2 separate regions of the Canis lupus genome follow, and region 1 is linked to region 2. A link is a contact called in public Hi-C data. All regions are on one chromosome and are shown on one strand. Each heading gives the region's core, a stretch centred on a gene start, on an enhancer-like site or on the middle of the called end of the contact. The rest is flanking DNA. Distances are from core to core; before and after follow the strand shown.

What was found. A called contact is a pair of places that touch in the nucleus more often than the background predicts.
Region 1: a Hi-C map of skin fibroblasts shows a contact between it and region 2, with 5 times the contacts expected there. The contact joins two enhancer-like sites. A contact is called at or near these places in 2 of 9 Hi-C or Micro-C datasets (amygdala and skin fibroblasts).

Annotation. Positions count from the first base shown.
Region 1 is chr19:53,554,772-53,558,227 of UU_Cfam_GSD_1.0, forward strand. The region is part of intron 2 of RND3 (rho-related GTP-binding protein RhoE); the gene reads right to left. Among named protein-coding and RNA genes, the nearest start is that of RND3, 7.9 kb to the right of the region's middle. Within about 2 kb of position 1,345, at least 4 of the 20 cell types and tissues checked have an H3K27ac peak or open chromatin away from gene starts, as enhancers often do.
Region 2 is chr19:52,836,947-52,840,595 of UU_Cfam_GSD_1.0, forward strand. No RefSeq gene overlaps it. Among named protein-coding and RNA genes, the nearest start is that of MMADHC, 8.5 kb to the left of the region's middle. Within about 2 kb of position 1,890, at least 3 of the 20 cell types and tissues checked have an H3K27ac peak or open chromatin away from gene starts, as enhancers often do.

The DNA of each region.
Region 1 (3,456 bases), core at 95-2,594, 720 kb after region 2:
ACCCTGGACCCGAGACTGTTCACCACTCATCCTGGATCTGAGCCTGTTCACCACTGACCTTGGATCCAAGAGTGTTCACCACTCCTCTTAGATCTGACAGTGCTCACCACTCATCTTGGATCTGAGACTCCCCCTCCCACTCCCCGACAATGGAGACCACCTTTCCCAAGTACAGTTTAACCAAGACATCTGGGGAATTACTATGGCGCTAAAACAATAATCAGCACTGGGACTACCAGTAAAACCCGGAAGTAGATTCAGCACTTAGGTCACTGTGTGGCTGCAGAGCATTCTCCTCCCTCCCTCTGGTACTGGGTTTCCCCTCCCCACCCACTTTTGGCCCCAGAGAGGGTCTGGCTTTGTCTTCAGTCCTCAGCCAAAGGTGGAGACTCCCACTTACTACTATCAAGGGAGCTGCCCCCTGTGCCTCGGAGTACCTGGCGTACCTGTAGTGGTGGCACCTGAAAACGAAACTGTTTGCAACTGAAACCAGAGTCTATGGAGGTTTGCTTCTGCTTTTGTTCTTATTTGCTTTCATATTTTAAATAAAAATACAGGGGCACCTGGGTGGCTCAGCAGTTGAGCACCTGCCTTTGGCCCAGGGCGTGGTCCTGGAGTCCCAGGATCAAGTCCCACATCAGGCTCCCTGCATGGAGCCTGCTTCTCCCTCTGCCTGCGTCTCTCATGAATAAATAAACAAAATCTTAAAAAAAAAAAAAGAAAAGAAAAGAAAAGAAAAGAAAAGAAAAGAAAAGAAAAGAAAAGAAAAGAAAAGAAAGTACATCTGTATGCAAAGGTTCATGAGAAGTAAACCAACTCACTTCCAAGGTAGAGAGCTCTTTTAAAGAGCTTTAACAAGACCTAATTATGAATGACACTTTGATCCTGCCTTATTACTTTTGCTAACGACCAGCACTTTTAGATCAACAAGTGTCCAAAGGTGCTAATAAAAACCGATGCCCACACTTATTAGTTATAAGCATAATTTGTCTAACCACTAACTACAAGAGTAATTTGTCATTAAAGATGAAAAGTCCACTTGTTCATTTTGTTTTTTTGCTGGGGTTAAGGTGAACACTTTTTCGGAATGAAAAATCTGTCTCTATTATAATTTTGTAGTCACGAAAAAAAGACGACATGGAATCATAGAGAACTATCGTACCAGGAAAAGCAGGGCGAAGCAGGGCCGTCAGTTAAAAAACAAATCCTGACTGGACAGCAGGCACCCTGCGTTTCAGCACTCTGAATTCTTCCCAAATCCTCCGTGGCTATAGAGCCCATGTGAGGGTGGGGCGTGATCCCCGAGTGTGGGCCCCCCCAGCAGCCACAGGGACACGGAGGGGACCCCCCCGGGGTGCCCGTGAAGGGACAGCAACACAGGCCAGCAGCTGTGACATGAAGGATCGAGCCCAGGTAGGCAGATGAGCGGGACGGTGCCTGCCTCTACCTCCCGCGTCCCTCCAAAAAAGTCTCCCAACATTCTACTAAGCCAAACAACAACAACAAAAAAATCTAAATTCTACAGATTTAAAAAAGATGCACATGAAAAGCTTCCAGGTTAAGTGTAGACCTGAGCACAGCCCAAGGAAGGGTGCAGCATCATTGGGTAGTCCGCAGGAAGGGCACTGCTTACACACAACCAGGACCCAGCACCCAGGGGTGCCCCCGGGCTCACCCAGTCTGCCCAGGGACTGAGCTCTGCTTGTCAGGTCCAACCCCTTCCTGGCGGGTGCAACAGCTCCAGGCCCCTGGGCAGTCCCTAACACCACAGTTTTGTCACCCTACAGGCAACTCTGTGCACACAGCACTGTCCAGGTCCTGCCTAGTTCACCTATCAGAACATAAAGGGTGGACCCCAGCAAGCTCTATCGTAAAGAAGCACCTGCAGCACGTATGCAACATGGGTCCACACCCCGCCCCGCCCCGCCCAATACACTCAAGGTGCTTTGCTCTGTGTAGACCAGGTAAGTAGGCATTTGGGGCCCTCGGAGCTCCTCGAGCTTGGCTAACGTCAGCAGAGTTCTGAAGGGCTTTTGAAGCTTCAGGTCTGACCATCTTTGTCCTCAAGATCGTGAATTCTGGGTGACGGCACTGTTTCCAGCCCGAGAATAGTCACCAAGTGCCTCACCCAGAAACTAATTCTGCAGACACATAGCTTCTTGCTTCAGTCATCCTTGCACGAAGATAGAACACACCATATATGTCCATAATTAAATGTATACGTAAGAAGATTCGTGCCCAACAGGGAAGCTGTATGGAACCTTTTGCAAAACCAGTTCAAACACTGAGGTTTTATGGGAGCTTGAGAGCTGCAGACCCCTCGAGTTATTTCATAAACACAACTTCCTTTCCTTGAACCTGAAATTGAAAAACTTTCCCGTCCCCCACGAGAAGTTCCTACCAAGAGCAGTAAAATTAGGAATATGGCAGGATGTTGGCAGAGAAAATATATTAACGTTTTAGTGTTTTTAGTGGCCAGCTAGAGAACATCTGTACCCACCAGCAGCTAACAGGTGGGCCTGGATGAATCTGCCCAATTATTACCAGATTCCATTTCCTCATGCCATCGCTACTAAGCATGAAAGCTTCAAATCAGCAATAATCCCAAGAATGTGAATCAAGTCTGGGCAGCACTTCTGTGTCTGGCTTAGTACAAGACTCTTGAACTATTTTCCCAAGCAGCCTGCACTGTAAGCGCAATCCATGCCCATAAAAATGCAACAAACATTCCCAGGGAGGCCATTTCCTTGGTTTCTTTCTAAGTTATTAATTCCTAAATTAAGAAGAATTATGAACAGATTTGATGAAAATTTGAGGGCATTTCTGTGTTCCTATGAAAATACAGTCAGTACTTTCAATTTCTGGGGGCAGGCAGGTATATTGTTGGAGAGGAAGTCTAGGAGGTAGAAATGATGGCTATTTTTGAGCCTGAAATAGAGCATTAGCTTCAACCCCTGATCTTATGGAGATACCTAGAAAATAGAAGAATCAAACTATTTTGCTTAAAGTAGAGCCATTGTATACTGGTCACAGAACTTTAGGGATAAGAGTAGACAGGTATTCTCAAAATTACATGATCGCTCCATGAGAGAGATTGAAGATTCTGTGTCGTATCTACTACTTAAGCGTCTGAGGCCTTGGAGGCGAGTCCCAGGAGTGGATTCACCTGGCCACATGCTGTCCTCAGGCTCACTTTTCAAGATCAATGCGCACAACTCCTGATGAAACTTCCGAGGCAGCTTACATGCCACGACAATGAAATTACGGGCGTCTCTGGGTCAAGTTGCCAATGTATAGTGACCGAGAAGACGTTTGAAGGGCATCACAAAATGGCCAGGGCACAACTAATTCACCTGGCACAGCCCACCCGGCACCATGAGCTACCTGGAGAAATTATTGGTCCTCGGTGTCCTATCTACAAGCTAGAACTGGGTTAATGAGGAAACATCTGTTTAT
Region 2 (3,649 bases), core at 640-3,139:
TACTGGTCTCTGGACCCCACCAAGACACCATTTTCATAAAAGTGACTCCATTTCTGCTAGGAGCCTAGTCATTTTCTCCAACAAGGTCTTTTATTCCATTTCAAGTAGAGTTGCCTGATAAAATACACGACACTCAGGTGAATTTGAGTTTCAGATAAACAATGAGTAATTTTTTTAGTGTAAGTATGCCCTAAATTTTACATGGCAATCCGGCACATCTAACTCCAAAGCAAACTGAGAAAGCTGTCCCGTTTTCATATGTCTACACTCATCTAATTGCTCACATCTTCTATTTTGCCTGGTACAGAAGAGGCCTGACTCAGACAGTAATGCTTTGAGAGAATTTATTGCCATCTAATAGCTTGTATCTTTGGAATTTTGTCACACTTCCTGTCTAGAAATGGCTTGCTTGGGCTTATACTCTAAAGATTGCTTGGAAGGAGATGGGGTCTCTGAAGTAATTAATCCTTGGAATTATTTTTGTCATATTCTGTTGAGTTTTGATTATTCATTAACATCTCTTTCTCGGGGATCCCTGGGTGGGTCAGCGGTTTAGCACCTGCCTTTGGCCCGGGGCGTGACCCTGGAGACCGGGGATCAAGGCCCACGTTGGGCTCCCTGCGTGGATCCTGCTTCTCCCTCTGCCTGTGTCTCTGCCTCTCTCTCTCTCTCTCTGTGTCTCTCATAAATAAATAAATAAAATCTTAAAAAAAATCTCTTTCTCTTTCCCACTGTGTGGTTGCAGGAGTAGAAGGAGGGAAAGGGTGAATCTACAAAATGAACCAATTGTAAAGCCAATCAAATGCTGGTGTTATGAACAATTTGGGTGCATTTCTGATACAGCCCTCTCTTCCCAGTTATATCTCATGCGGCAAAGAATGCTTTCAAAGTGTATGCACTCTGTAGACGGGATCCATACTCCAATAATAGAAGATCGTGAGAAGGAAAAGTGGGGAGTCAGATGTATGCTGAGGGTCAAGAGTCATCCTGGGGTGTCTGGGTGGCTCAGTTGGTTAAGCACCTGACTCTGGATTTTTGGCTCAGGTCATGATCTCAGGTCAAGCGCGGCGTGGGGCTCCGCACTGGACAGGGAGACTGCTTGGGATTTTTCCTCTCCCTCTGCCTGCCCCCCTCCTCTAAAAAAGAAAGAGAGAGAGAAAAGGAAAAAGTCATCCCGGGGAGCAGTTTACAGAGTTTGCAGTTTCAAAGCACTTGAGGGCAATCCACAGAATGGGATTTTAACTCTCATAAAATAAATTCATTATTACATTTTCACCGGTATGCCCTGGAGTAGAATGAGGAATCACACTAGGAATCCTGACGTGAACAGCTAGGTCTACCTGGAAGCCCTTGGAAGGGCTTTGCAGAAAAAATGTCACTTTTTGGGCTCAGCTAGTGTTAGCATGCACTTGCCTGTGGACGTTAGGTGGCGATATAGGACAACGCGACGACTTGAGGATTTGCGGTGGGTGTGCTGCATTAGTAGGGGATGAGTTGTGAAATGGGTTTTTGTTTCCTGCTGTTAATGCAGAGCCTTTCAATTTATGGTAGAATGTTCTTTCGGCTGTGATCTTATGAAACTTCAACAGGGACAGGAACCATGTCAGATCCACTTCTGGGCATTGCCTTTCTCCCCCTTCCCTTCCAGGACTGATTACCTCACACTCCTGCAAAGCACTTAATTAGTCTCATCAGGCATTCAAACTTGATACCTATGTTCCAATATAGATACAGAGATGATGAAGCTGCTTAATTGGTATTTGGGGCCATTAGAGGGAGCCAGGAGAGCAGCCCTGCGCTGAGGTGCTGTGAGCCACAAGCGAGGGTAGGACTGTATTCCTGGGCTGTGTGTTCCTGTCACTAAGAACACTTGCCAGTCTGCTGATGGATTGCGGTGGGAATATCCCTTGGACACCCTGAAGACCCAGTGCCCTGTCATTTGAGCACAGCAGCCACTTTACCAGCCCACAGGAGTATCAGTGATTGTATTACTCTAAGCTTCCTCTTACATGGTTTGATGATGTTTGGTGGCATCAGTGATGCATGTTAATTGCTTAAAGAAGCTTTTGTCTTTTAAAAATCAATAAAATCTTGGATTAGGTATATTTCTTCTCTATTTTAATTTTTATTGATATTTCTGAGTTCCCAGGGAAATGACATGCATAGCAAATGATCACTGAAACATTTTTCTCTATTGCTTTGGGAGATCTCTGCACTCCCTCTTGTGTTTATGCCCTTTCTCTTGCCTGAATAAAACAGAATAATTTAGTTAGAATTTAGGGGAGAAATTTATCAAGCCTACATTTTCAACAAAAATCTGGGATTCAACCTAATTTTTATGCCCCAACTTTTATTGCTCCACCTGCTTTGCATGTTCAGCTTTATCTTTAGCCATCTTCTGGCATCACCTACATTTAGCTAAGCAGGCTGTTGATTCCCACCTGAATTTTCCTCATCAACAGCTGGTATTGCCCCTCTTCTCTCTCTCTCTTTATATGTATGATTAGTCTTTCAGTATTCAAATCCAATGCCTCTCCTTCATGAAGCTCTGGATAACACACTAATCTTCCGTTTTCCTGGACTCGTATATAATATTATTCAGGTTCGCTCATAATTACCACCTAGTCTCAGTTGCTTTCTAATTTGTTTGCACACACACACACACACACACACACACACAACTAACTAGACTCTGAGCTTTTTGAGAGCGAGGACTGTGGCTCCGTGACATCTACCAGTAGGGTGCATGTTGTATATACATATTCAGTAGATCTTCTGCCTGGGTCTATGATCCCAGAGCCGAAAACACAGTAAGTATTCGATAAATGCTTGTTGAAGCAGCTGAAACGTGGGTGTAAGCTACTGTGTTGAAGTACTAGATCTCTAGTAGATCTAATATCAGATTGCGACACCTAGTGTAAATCTTGGTAGACGTCAGGAGAGACCTTCCAAGAGATAGCTTAGGCCTTATGTCTTCCATGACAAATTCCCAAGGCCAGTGCAATCCTCTTTTCTCCTCCTTGTCCTGATTTCTCCTCCTGAGTCTCAGTTACTAAATTGTATCTACCATTACCGTATCTACATTGGGCGAGTGCCTAAGGTACATTTCTGTAGACTGGAGTAAATAATGGTATCTACCTATTATGGTTGTGATGATTAAAATATTTAATATATAAAAAGTACTTAGAACCTTTTCTGGCATATAATAGGTGATGGATTCTCATTAAAGTTATTGTTGTTGTTGATTCAAGTATAAGATTGTTCATTTTTCTCTGTGCGTAGAGCCTGCCCTATCAACTAGATTATAAACTCTTCAGGGGCAGGAATCATCTTTTGATATTTTAGGATTTATAATGTTTCTTCTTCATTCCAAGTGTTGGTCATTTGTGTCTTTTTTTCCTGATCAATCTGACTAGAGATTTATCGATTTCGTTGATTTTTCTCTTAGTAGTAGGTTTTGTGTTTTTCATGCCATTGATTTTTGCTCTTTATTATTTTCTTCTCCCTGCTTGCTTTTGGTTTAATTTTCCATTCTTTTTCTAATTTCTTAAGGTAGAAGCTTAGTAATTGAGTTGAGACCTTTCTTTTTTTCTAATAGAAGCATTTGCTGTAATTTTCCCTCTAATCTCTGCTTTAGCTTATGTTCCAG